2 separate regions of the Mus musculus genome follow, and region 1 is linked to region 2. Evidence: chromatin contacts called from public Hi-C data. All regions are on one chromosome and are shown on one strand. Each heading gives the region's core, a stretch centred on a gene start, on an enhancer-like site or on the middle of the called end of the contact. The rest is flanking DNA. Distances are from core to core; before and after follow the strand shown.

Evidence for each region. A called contact is a pair of places that touch in the nucleus more often than the background predicts.
Region 1: a Hi-C map of cerebellar granule neurons shows a contact between it and region 2, with 4 times the contacts expected there. The contact joins two enhancer-like sites. A contact is called at or near these places in 10 of 484 Hi-C or Micro-C datasets (brain, cerebellar granule neurons, cerebellum and 4 more) and 6 of 115 datasets of contacts at active chromatin or transcription factors (astrocytes, embryonic forebrain, embryonic hindbrain and 2 more).

What each region holds. Positions count from the first base shown.
Region 1 is chr13:83,985,180-83,991,158 of GRCm38.p6, reverse strand. No RefSeq gene overlaps it. Among named protein-coding and RNA genes, the nearest start is that of Gm17750, 77 kb to the left of the region's middle. Within about 2 kb of position 3,263, at least 68 of the 459 cell types and tissues checked have an H3K27ac peak or open chromatin away from gene starts, as enhancers often do. A contact at or near this core is called in brain, cerebellar granule neurons, cerebellum and 4 more, where this site is marked.
Region 2 is chr13:83,864,674-83,870,646 of GRCm38.p6, reverse strand. No RefSeq gene overlaps it. Among named protein-coding and RNA genes, the nearest start is that of Gm52045, 16 kb to the left of the region's middle. Within about 2 kb of position 1,541, at least 36 of the 459 cell types and tissues checked have an H3K27ac peak or open chromatin away from gene starts, as enhancers often do. A contact at or near this core is called in brain, cerebellar granule neurons, cerebellum and 4 more, where this site is marked.

The DNA of each region.
Region 1 (5,979 bases), core at 2,014-4,513, 120 kb before region 2:
AGCATTGGGACATGAGGTCAATATGTACTCTTCCTTGGGATAAACGCTGACCAGAAGACACCAAGCATGTCAGTCATAAATCCATCCTCATTACCATAAAGCAACATTTCATCCAAACAGTCTAAATAAACTAAATTGCTATTGAAAATCTATTAGCAATACCACCCATGCTTCCTAAAATGCTGTTCTGCCCTTATTTAGTTTTGACTCTCATAGAATGACAGGACTGCACACATTGTCTTGTGTCACCTTAAAGATTATCAGTGAGCTAGCATCCACATTCCTATTATTTTAGAATATTTATTCAATTTCAAAATGTTTATTTTCCTAAATTTAAACATATTTAATATGCACAGGCAATTAAATCCTTTAATATCATTTTCTAATGGGCTGACTGTAATGAGTTTATTCTGTAGGAAAACAAATGGAAACATTACAACCAGTTCATTTCAGTTTATATGGCCTATAAGAAAGATTTATTTGAGGTAAAGAGAAATTGCCTTCAGAGAATTAGTGAATGAGTTTCATTTTCAGTATAATATCAAAAAGATAATAGTAATAGTTACATGAGAAGGCATTTTTTTGGGTAAGAGAATTCATAAATTTTTCCAATTGGGTCTTTTTTGTCTTTATGACTGACAAAGATCTGAGGGATGCTATTGTTACTGTCATATTCTGTTGACTATATACCTAAATTTCTTTTCAGCCTAACATCAAAATTTGAATTGACATCACAAACTGTCAATTATCTTGAGCACCAACTTGTGTGGGCTACAAAAAGTATTTATTCTAAAACAGCACGTATTCCACCATAGAATTCTCATAGAACAAAACATTTTCATCTTAAAAAATAAGAGATCAGAAGCTGTTAGCTTGTTCTGTATGTAGACATTTGAGTTAAGTTGGTGTGAAGCTTATTTCATTTTTTAGTTTTCTTTTCTTTCATCCCTTGATTTCTTTTCCCTTTCTCCCTGTGTCCCTCTTCCTTTTCTTCCTCCCTTTCCTTTCTTGTTTTAAATGGATGGACTTCTAATCCTCCTATCTCCATCTGCCAAGAGATGGGATTACACTCAATTCAAGATTTCTTCCTGGTTGCTTCAGTTTCTAAAAATATGCTTAATCTCTGTATTTTGTCTGTCTGATCGGTTAGGTTGAGATGCTGGAGAATGGGCTACATGTGGTAGTGAAGCACTTTACCAATGAGCCACATTCATCCTTTCGTTTTTCATTTTTAAGACGTCAACATATTGAATAAAAGCCTTTATATCTTAACAGAAAGGCCACAATAATTTTTCCCAACAAATGAATTCCACCTTCAGGTCTATCCATTTGAATCAGTTGATAAATTAGTTTATATTAAAAACAAAACAAAACAAAACAAAACAAGTGTTTGCCTACTAATCCTAAGATTCCAAGATTTAAACTTTTTAACCATAATTTCATTGTTTTAAACAAATCTGTGGCCGAAAGATGTATTAAATTTGCTTTTCTATTGCTGTTGCTTTGGTTTGTACATTTATTAAAAATCAATGCAACAGAAATTATCCTGCCTGATCCTGGTCTCTATACCATACCAGTTACCACTGAGCCTTACATTCCAGACTCCAGGGTTCTAGATATATCTGATTTGTATCCAAGGCCTAGTTTAGAGAAAGCAAAATTTTGAATAATTGTGGGAAATATGAATTAAAGAATACCAGACCTAATAATATATTAGAATAGATCTTCCCTGGTAAATAGAGGATTGTAATAGTTCTAAGAATGGAATTTAATACATGTTTTTCCCTATCTCTTGAGCTATTCTGAGCATTACTGAGAATCATCACAGAGCACACAGAAGATTCTAGAAGAAAGATAAGTGTGAGCAAACCTAAGTGTGCTAACTGACATGCAAATTATGGTACTCCTTCGGCTCTAATTTATGTTTTTCAAAGATTCTTACAACATCCATTTCTTTCTATCTTCTGAACAAAAATAGCTATGACTTCTTTGCAAAACATGAGAATCTCCTCACTGCCTTAGGCCTGTTTACCCACAAGCTCGTTTTCAAGGGACTATGTGAATTTCTTTGCAGTTACCCCAGTTACCCTAGTTGGAACTGAATTTGATTAATATTATCAAAATGAAAGTGGCAGTTATGCTCGGTAGTTAATAATTTGGCTGTTCATAATGTTATAGAAGCTCATGATCATACATGTGTGTCAGGAAAGAGATCATATATTGAAACACTTCTATTGAGATCCTCTTTGGAGAGGAACAGAGGCATCCCCTCGACTACATGATTCCATTTTCTCCTTAGAGGCAAACACCAGTGCCAGTTTCAATCCTGACATCAGTGCTCTTAAGAAGATCTCAGGGCCGCCCAAGTGCATGTTTCTTGGCCACCTGTATCTGTCCAAGAAAATGCCCTGGAGTGAGCAGGCTTCATTATGGCCTTGGCAAAACACCAGCATGCACCAGCTGCATGGGGGACTGCTCAGCCCCCTGCCCAGAGAAGAGGAATATAAGTCGTCAGTCTTCCTTTATGGGTTTTCATTAACTCTCTTCTAATCTATAGCATTAATTCTTGGACTTCTGGGAAAACAGAGTTCTCTAATCCGAAAATCTTAAAGGCAAACATCTTTCTTTTCAAATCTACTTCTGGAATCTTTGGCCTTTGAAAGTAACATTCACAGCAGATTTAAAATATCCACTATTTGCACAGGACAAGGCAATGGTTCATCTTTCCATCCAGTTACCTGTTATCTGAATGCACCAAATTAGCTAGGGGGACCAGCATGGGGGGCAGGGTGGGAATCTGTTACTTCAGTTAGATTTACAGGGACTCCTTGTAAACAGGGTGCTAAAAAGTGTGCTGGATTTTTTTTTAACCTTTTGTGACACACAACAGAGCTGTGAAATCAGTGAATTAAATAGTTCCAGTCCCCTGGGCATACATGAGCAATGGCATAAAATAGGCAGCACCCATTAGAACATTACTGTTACGGAGCAGATGGACAGCTTCAGGTTCAGTCCTTTGTCCTTACTTCAGAATGGGGCCGGACTGGGAAACGACTGTAAATTTTCTCAAAAGAGATGAATAGGAAAGCTGTTAACTTTTTTCTTATTTAAAAAAAAAGAAACCTGGAAAAAGTCCAAATTACACATTTTGCAGCTCTGACTGCAGTTCTTCAGCGTTGCTGCAAAACATCTGTAGGTGGCTAAGCGCTCCCCACCTCCTTTCCCAAAATGGAATAGCTCATTCCCGGCATGCTGTCCAATGCCTGCAAAGACATATGTTTACCAAACCAGTCCACGACCATATGTGTGCCGCAGTTTCTCCACAGCGTACTGCACGTGAGTTGATTGGCTTAACACACGAGATGCAGAATGGAGATGCAAGCAGGATTGGAGATTGAGAAGGAAGGAAAATGTGGGAGCAATAAAAAAAAAGAGGAGAAAGAGGGCGAGAATTATTTTTCATTGTACTTTTCAAGCATGCTCCCTTTGCGGTAAATGTTGATGAGAAAATTCCCAGTCATATCATAGCAGTTTTCCTACAATGCAGAAAATTCAAGCACAAATTAGATGATCTATGTCCTTCAGATGCTTGAACTTCTAATCATCCTGAAGCTTATTCATACGATAAATGACAAGTTTATCTAATGAAACAAACCATTTGAGTTTTAATGTTAAAGTCAGATCTAGGATGTTTAGTACATTTTGAAAATTTTCAATATAGAACCTCAAATGCAACATATTCTTGCTAGAGCCAGGAAATAATTCTATCCATCAAAGAGGGAAAAAAATCATAACTTTTTATATAGTTCTTAGATCTATTTAAATAGTTGTGAACTCTAAAATGATTCTTTATAATAATAAAAATACATTTTAGCAAAAATGAATTTCTGTATAATATTTTATTCAAAAGTTTTTGTTCTGTACATTTAATTATTTAAATAAAACATCAATGAGACAAATTGCTGGTCATGCATGTCTTCTAAATATCGATATGCAAAGATTAATAAACTGAAATATATGTTTTATTTTAAAAGGGCTTTATTAATGAAAAATAAGGTATGCCTTTTGAAAAGTAAAGAACTTAATATAAATATCTAATATGAAGCTAGTATGTTTAATGAGTAATTACAGTACAAAAATGCGTGAGAATTTACCAAGTTTCATCTCTCCTCCTTTTTTCTAACATTCAGAACTATTTATAGTCAGTTTATAGATTTAGACAAAGCTTCGAAATAGCTAGAATGCCTCACTACAAGCAACTCTCTTAGGTTTCTGTAGGATTTACAGTTTACCCTTTGAATAGATGCCCATACTTAATACATTTTAACTTCTTCCTTTTAATTTCATTACACCAGTTACAAAAATGAAAGAAAACATCTACTACTGCTCTGGTATGTCGCAGTGTTGTCATGGTCCACAAGCCAGGTGCATCCCTTCTACCTGGAAGGAAATAAAAAACCATCTGGAAGAACATATTAACCTGCAGTGTTGATGGCTTCAGAGAACCAAAGCAAATAGTTTGTGATTTAAAATAATTTGCATTCTCAGAAAAAAAGAAAGCTAGACATGAAGTCTTTTGCATGGGTCTAACACTTTGAAGACATTTAACACTATAATTTCTGACCTTCCCTACTTTCCTACTGTGTTATATTGTTAATAGATGCAGTGGTTTGGATAACCAGTTCCTTATTTGTGATGAACTAGCAGGTACTCCACAAGGGTCTTCAGACAGATGGTGGGGCAGAATCCTTTGGTTTCTATATAGGTATTTCAGTGGATATTTGGTGGATCACTTTCCATGTCACAGTGTTAAGTTGTTTCAGAGTCTTGTTTTTTTCTTGTGATTTTTGTTTTGTTTTATCCCCCACCCCCACCCCTGCCACTAACTACTAACTTCCTTTTTATTGCTTTCAATGCCAATTCTGCTATGCATTCCTGGAAAAAAGTTATTATTTCATTGAAGTGAAAATAGGATTATTTAATAATAGCAAATCAATGTCTTATGGTGATAAAGGGATAGTGATTTAACCTTTATCTGGGCATTTCAAGGCAGAGAAAACAGAGACTTTTTCAGGCTGGGCTGCAATTCCATGCATTAAGTTTCAAAGGAATAAAAGTCTGTTTTCCAGTGCATTTACCAACTCCTAGAAAGAGACAAAAGTAAAGATTTTTATACGCCCAGTGATTTCCATGGGGGAATATTTTGTTGATAAATCTATGAAAATCATGCACATTTCTCCTTCACAGGCACAGGAGGTCTCAAGGCAGCTTAGTTTACACATATAGGTTTGTTGTTTACCCCTCAAAATTATATTGATGGATATAAACTCTGTTTAAGATAATATATAAATTCAGATAATTTTGCAAATTATTATTTAACAGCTTAAAATTGCAACCTATTGGATTAAAACTGTGTGAAGTTTGTGCTACTTTTCATGATCTTTCTCTAAATCTTCCAGAATAGAAAATCAGTCTGCAATATTAGAGACGAGAAATACGCTTACAACTCTGACAAAAGCAAAGCGTTACTTGGAATACAGACCCAAGTCGAAAAGATTTCAAAACAAATTTGGATCTGAGATGAAACTGCATGCCAAAATGCAGACTGGTTACTACCAACCACAAATGGGGTTTTCTCAGCTGAATCTCTAAAAGTTGCTGGGCACAGGCCTACCTGAGAACCTCTGAGGCCCTTATCAGGACTGTCTGTTTCTACTCCCCAGACACACGTCTCTGACCTTCTCAACTATTTTTACAATTGTGAGGGAGTGGGGCTCTAAAATTCGAGTTCAGTGTACAGAGAGTTAATTTAAATTTGATAACAAATGGCTCTGCTGCAGAAATGAATGCAGCCTGGCAACTTCAACAGGGAACCCTTCAGAGGGCCTCAATTATGTATGCAGCTTCTTTGAGAAATAGTTTCACACATCTGACCCAAAGACCACTATGTTGTTGCCATGAAATAAAACTGTACGTCTG
Region 2 (5,973 bases), core at 292-2,791:
TGTTTAGTTGAGTTAGACTCTGTGTGTGTGTGTGTGTGTGTGTGTGTGTGTGTGTGTGTGTGTGTGTGTGTGTTGTGTGTGTGTGTGTGTGTGTGTGTGCGCGCGCGTGTGTGTACATGTGTATGTGTGCAAATTAAATTGAGGTAAAACTAAATAGACTCATCATGTTCATTTATTAACTGCTTGGTTAATAAATAGATTCATATAAATGATACATTAAGTTTCAGAAAAGAGGTTCTTTAATATAGCCTTTCTAAAATTTTATTAATAAATATTTCTGAATATAGCCATAAATTAATTTGTATACATTTACATTTATAGTGAAATAGAAAAACTTTTGAGAGATGTTCTATATTGTACACATTTAAGACTGTTTTACAGTTAGTAAAACATCCATAAAGAAATCAAATATCAGAATTCATTTTCAAAAGTTTCATTGACACAATAAAAATTCAAATATGTGTCAGATTTTACACTGTTTCTTCCATGTTCCACATAGATGACATTTGAATTATTCTACCTTTTGTTTATTAAATGTACAAAGTATATTTTCAACCCATTTGAAAACTCTCTTCTGTTTATTAACACATGAGGACTCTTAGCTCTCTCCTGGGTTTACATAATTTCAACTTGCAGTCTTTACTTTAGCCACATAGAAAAGCATTCCAGAAAGAAGAAAGCAGCTGGTCATGTTTCTTCATCCTGGTACTGTGTCAGAACATGTTTTGTTCAATACTAGAAATTAAATCTTGATTCAGTTAAAATATCACTAGCAAGTTGGACTATAAGTGTTTTACTGGACAAACAGTGTCTAAATATTAAAAGACATCCAAATATTGTTTAAATCTATTTAGCCATGAAAATGAACTTTATGGGTTATATATTTAGCAGATGGGCTCATGTGAAACATTCATTTGTAATTTTCTTGTTTTGTAAAACATTATGCAATTGAAGCTTACAGTATGACCAAAATTCACTCTATCCCCATAGAAACACATGGAACAGAAACAGAATTAAGCATCTCAGAGTATTTTACTTCCCCAATGTTGTTTTAATTCGTTCAGAAAAATCAAATGTCTGTCTTTAAATTTATTTATGAAAACTCAACTTCCAGAGTCAAATGAATACATTTTATATAAACACTGAGCGAGGCCTTGATAGATACTTTCCTTTGGAAATGCTAAGGAGCAAAATATAATAATTTGGTGGCAAACATCTGTCTGTTAATCATATAAGATAAATTCATAAGAAATACAGGAAAGATATTTATTTACTGTTACTGCTAAGCCAGTCTTTATTTATCTTGGAAGATTTTTCATCTATGAGTGGAAAACAAACTTTCCTTCAAGAGGTCTGTGAACCGAATAATAAATGTCAGGTCTAAATCCTGTATGAAAATCAGTCCGGTTTAATCCTGGATATTCCTCAGCATGCAAATGAAGACTAGAGGTTTCCCTGGGCCCGCTGTCATACAGGCAGCCAATTTACAGACCCTGGCACAGTGTATGTGTTATGGGCTCAGCTGCCCCTCCCCCTAGCCTAAGACTTGGTCTCAGCTGCCTGCCTTTCACAGAAAACCACAAACCAAGGAAACATATCAGTAATAGCGCCCTGTAAATTAACTTGACATTTGATGCAGAAAAAACCCTAAAAGCTTACAAAAGACATTGAAAACAAAAGCCACTCAGGACTCACACTACATATATTGTGGATTTAAGAGATCTGGAAGGTGGTTATTCTATTGTAACCAACATATACAGCCTTCTTCTTCTTTGTTAAGACAATTCAGTCATTCTTTGTTACAAGCAGACTATCCGTCAAACAAGAAAACAATGTTTTCCACAAAAACTACTTAGAAGTCCAACTAGTATTATAATCATTATTCAATCAGTGACTGAATTTACATTAAAAATTAAAGTTACGCATTCCTACTGTTTAATAAGAAGATAAAATGTGGGTATATGTTTCCTCAAGAAATAGGACATATTAATGCTTCTAACATGTAAATAATGTAAGACTCATTGCAAAATGGTGTGAATATTACTGAATATGGGATATTTACAAATATTGTGTGTCTTAAAATTGTACCATTCAAGGGATTTCATTCTCCTCATGCTTCAAAAACTCCAAATGCTTTCTATAACAAATATAGATATATGCATATACAGAGATATATAGATACATACACATAAACACACATATGCATATATATGTATATATATGTGTGTGTGTGTATATGTGTGTGTGTGTGTGTGTGTGTGTGTGTGTGTGTGTGTGTGTGTGTGTGGTTCAAAGGAGGACTGTTGATAAAATATTAAATGGTTCTTTGACATCAGCTGTGGCATGAGGCTAGAGCAAGGCACAGAACACATTTAAGCCATTAGACATGCAGGAATGTTACCATTATTATGCAGTATTGTGTCTGGCTATGCCTGCCTCTCTCTCTCTCTCTCTCTCTCTCTCTCTCTCTCTCTCTCTCTCTCTCTCTCTCTCTCTCTCTCTCTCCTCCCCCCAATCTCTGTCTCTTTCTCTCTCCTTACCTCCCTCCCTCTTTTTTTTCTTATACCCTCCTCCCAACCTTCTACGACTTTCTCTGTACTCTCCCTCCCTCAGCAGGGCTTGCTATACTGAACATTACAAATTCTGGTCTTAGAGTCTACAAGTACAGAACCACACTAGTGAAAATGCGTAATCTTAGCATCTGTGCTTTTTGATATTCATGGATTTATTTACAAGTCCCTGTGTTCCACTCTTTTCGCCCTTTCTACGGCTTATATTACTGTCATGCCTATATTCTTGTGGGAATTTCAAATAAGAATCAAGATATACTTGGCAAATGTTCTATAATGTTGTGTGCATCTCCATAATTTAGTTGTTTCTTAAACAGGAAAAAATTTAAAAAGGTTTATGGATTTATGGATATATGAAGAGTATTTTGATTGTTTTTTTAATACTTTAACTGCTCAAGGTTTGGCTTGTAACAATGGATGTAATAAAATAAATTTATGTACATATATATGCTTGTGTATATGTAAATACACCTAAAATAAAAAATTTCATAAACCTGGGTCAAATTTACTAATTAAGCTCACTATATTCACATTTGGTAGCATTTAAGATATTTCACAGAAAGGTTCAAAGGTAAAAGTTCAGCATTTTATCCCTCGTCTAGATATAACACTTAAATATTTACAAAGCAAGGAGTAGTCAAGCTCCTGTTACCCTAGCCCTCAGCATACAGACCAGACACATCCCTGCATGCAGCTCATTTAACAGAAGCCCTCTAGAGCACATTACAAGTGCAAGAAGATTTGTTTTCTTTTCTGTTTGATATGAAGAAAATGATTTTGAATAATTTAATTAGCACCATAGCCAGAAATTTCACTTAATTTACAATAATCTTCCTCTAGTAGATATACTCCTCTAACATAAAAGAATTTCACCTTGAAATTATCAATGCATTTGTTTTTTTAGAGATTAATATTCACTACTATAATATAAAATTGAAATCATAGAAGTCCATGTGTATGCTTTACTGTTTATAGCTCCAATTTAATTACTATATGTTAAGCTACCTGGACAGTGAAATGAATTTATGGATATGTTTTGAGACAGTAATATTTTGGAACAGCATAAGAGAAAAAAATGGGATTGTGAGGACATTGCATTCAATGGTCTCAATGCTAATATTCTTGGCAATTCATACTCTAGGGAGAGAAAATGTTAAATATGAGAACATTATGATAAAGGCTTGTTATCGTCCTAAAGTGTAGGGTGTATAAAACACTCACATTTTCACGTGTATAGTTATAACATTTGCTAAGCAGCATAGATTATTAAGAAGATTCATTCCTTTTTTGGAAAAGGAGGGGAGAAATTTACAGACAAGCACTAAGCTATTCTGTTTAACACAACTCTGTCTAGTTGATTGTAAAGTACATCTGTAGTGTTTTTCCAAAGTCCCACACCAACAGCAAATAATTTACAGCTCAAAGTATTTTTTAGCAGATACTCATTTTATTAAGAGTCAATAAGGTAGGTTGTACCGAAAGATATCCATGCATTTGCAATTCATATTGTTGCTGTGTTTCTATTGTGTTCTGAGCTTCCATCATGGCTGGGAGATGGGAAGCTGGCATGCAGTACACAAGCGGAAGACAGAAAGCCCCAAATAAAGACTTAGAGCATTTTCCCTAATTATGTCTAATTATGACCACCTTTCTTACCATGCCCCTACCACACTGGGGCACAGGAGTGGAAAGTGATAGGAAAAGGATTATTATAAGTGCAGATCAGATTCATACTTAGCAACATTAGTGATTATTTTGGTCTAGAGGATGATGTTTCGTGCTGGACTGCCAAGCGCCTCAGTCTACCCATTCAAAGAGATGACAGAAAATGAATCTGAAAGTGCAGGCATTAAACATTTAAATTCTCTACTCTCTGGTCATTATACGACTGTCATATTTTACACCTTCCCCTCCCCCTCCCTGCTTTTGCTGATTTGACTTCATTTACATTGGCTCATTATGCATCTGGTCTTTGTTCTACTGAAAGGGACACAGTACAGTGACAAAGCAAAACTAGGATGTCGGCTGCAATAATTTTTCTGATTTAAAAATTAGGTTTCAGTACTTAAATTTACATTTAATTCCCCAACACTGTTTAAACTGGAGGTGAGATTTTTTTTCATATGTGATAATTATAAAATATATGCAGTGATTTTAAAAGTACTTCAAATTACCTGAAAATGTCATTAAGAAATGACATTTAAGATCTTTTATAACAAATATTCTCCTGCTCTGTAGCCAAGATTATCGTATTATAAGCATTAAGTTGTTCTTTCCAAGCTTGCCTGGACCACTATGTAGGCCCAAGAAACAAGGTTTTATCTATTTTATATTAACTTCATTGTTTAGATCAGTCCCTTATGGACCTTATTTTAATATATCAAACAACAAAGGTAATATCAATCCTTAAAAAAAAAATTCCTGCTTTCCATTTCTTGCAATTAAAAAAGAGTTTCTGATTTACAAACCAAATTTTCATTAAAGGGAAGTCCTAGCTGACCGATCACACAGAAAAATATGAAAGTTACATTGAGCTTTAAATGTCTATCCTCATGAGAGTGAACACAATCTTTTCATTTGTTACAACCAATGGAGACATGGGATTAATCTAATACAGCCTAATTAAATACCCATTCACACATGAGGGTTTTAATGGGATAGTGGTAAGAATGCTACTTTGTATTTCAGTTATATTTGCATTTATTTGTGGTGGGACAACAGATGATTTTAAATGCAAAGAAAAAATTAATATCAGTGAGCATGATTTTTTTTGTCATTCCCAACCAAGGTAATTGCCATAAGTAAAATTTTATTTTGTTCCCTTTTGTGTTTTGACCTAGTTTTTTTTCTAAATTTTGCTACAGTTACAAATGTGTAATCATGATCATAATGCCTACACATCTGGGGCACCATCTTTGAAGAAAAGAGCATCATATTGTCTTGGCTCAGTTAATGACTCATTTTGTGACCTCTGGCTTCTCCCCTAACCTGTTTATGCTTTTATTTTTTTTCATCTATGGAAAAGGAATATTTGTCCATTATGTACTCCTACTGAGATTCTGCAAAGTTTAATTAGAATAAAAGATTACTCTTAGGAAGGAAGTATCTTATAAAGGCAAGCTTCCTTTTCATTGATTAATTTTTACTACACTAGAAGAAAATGCATTGTTGCATATTTGTCTGTGTTCAGCCAATCTCTCTCTCTCTCTCTCTCTCTCTCTCTCTCTCTCTCTCTCTCTCTCTCTCTCTCTTACTATTTTAAGTTTGGGACTTTGATCCTAAAATTAATAAAAATAAAACACAAATAAATACTTAGTTGGGTTTCTTGGAGGTAGGAGCAATCACCCACATCTTGGCAATTTATATCACATAATCTTGTTATCATCTGCAAGATATTTCTGTA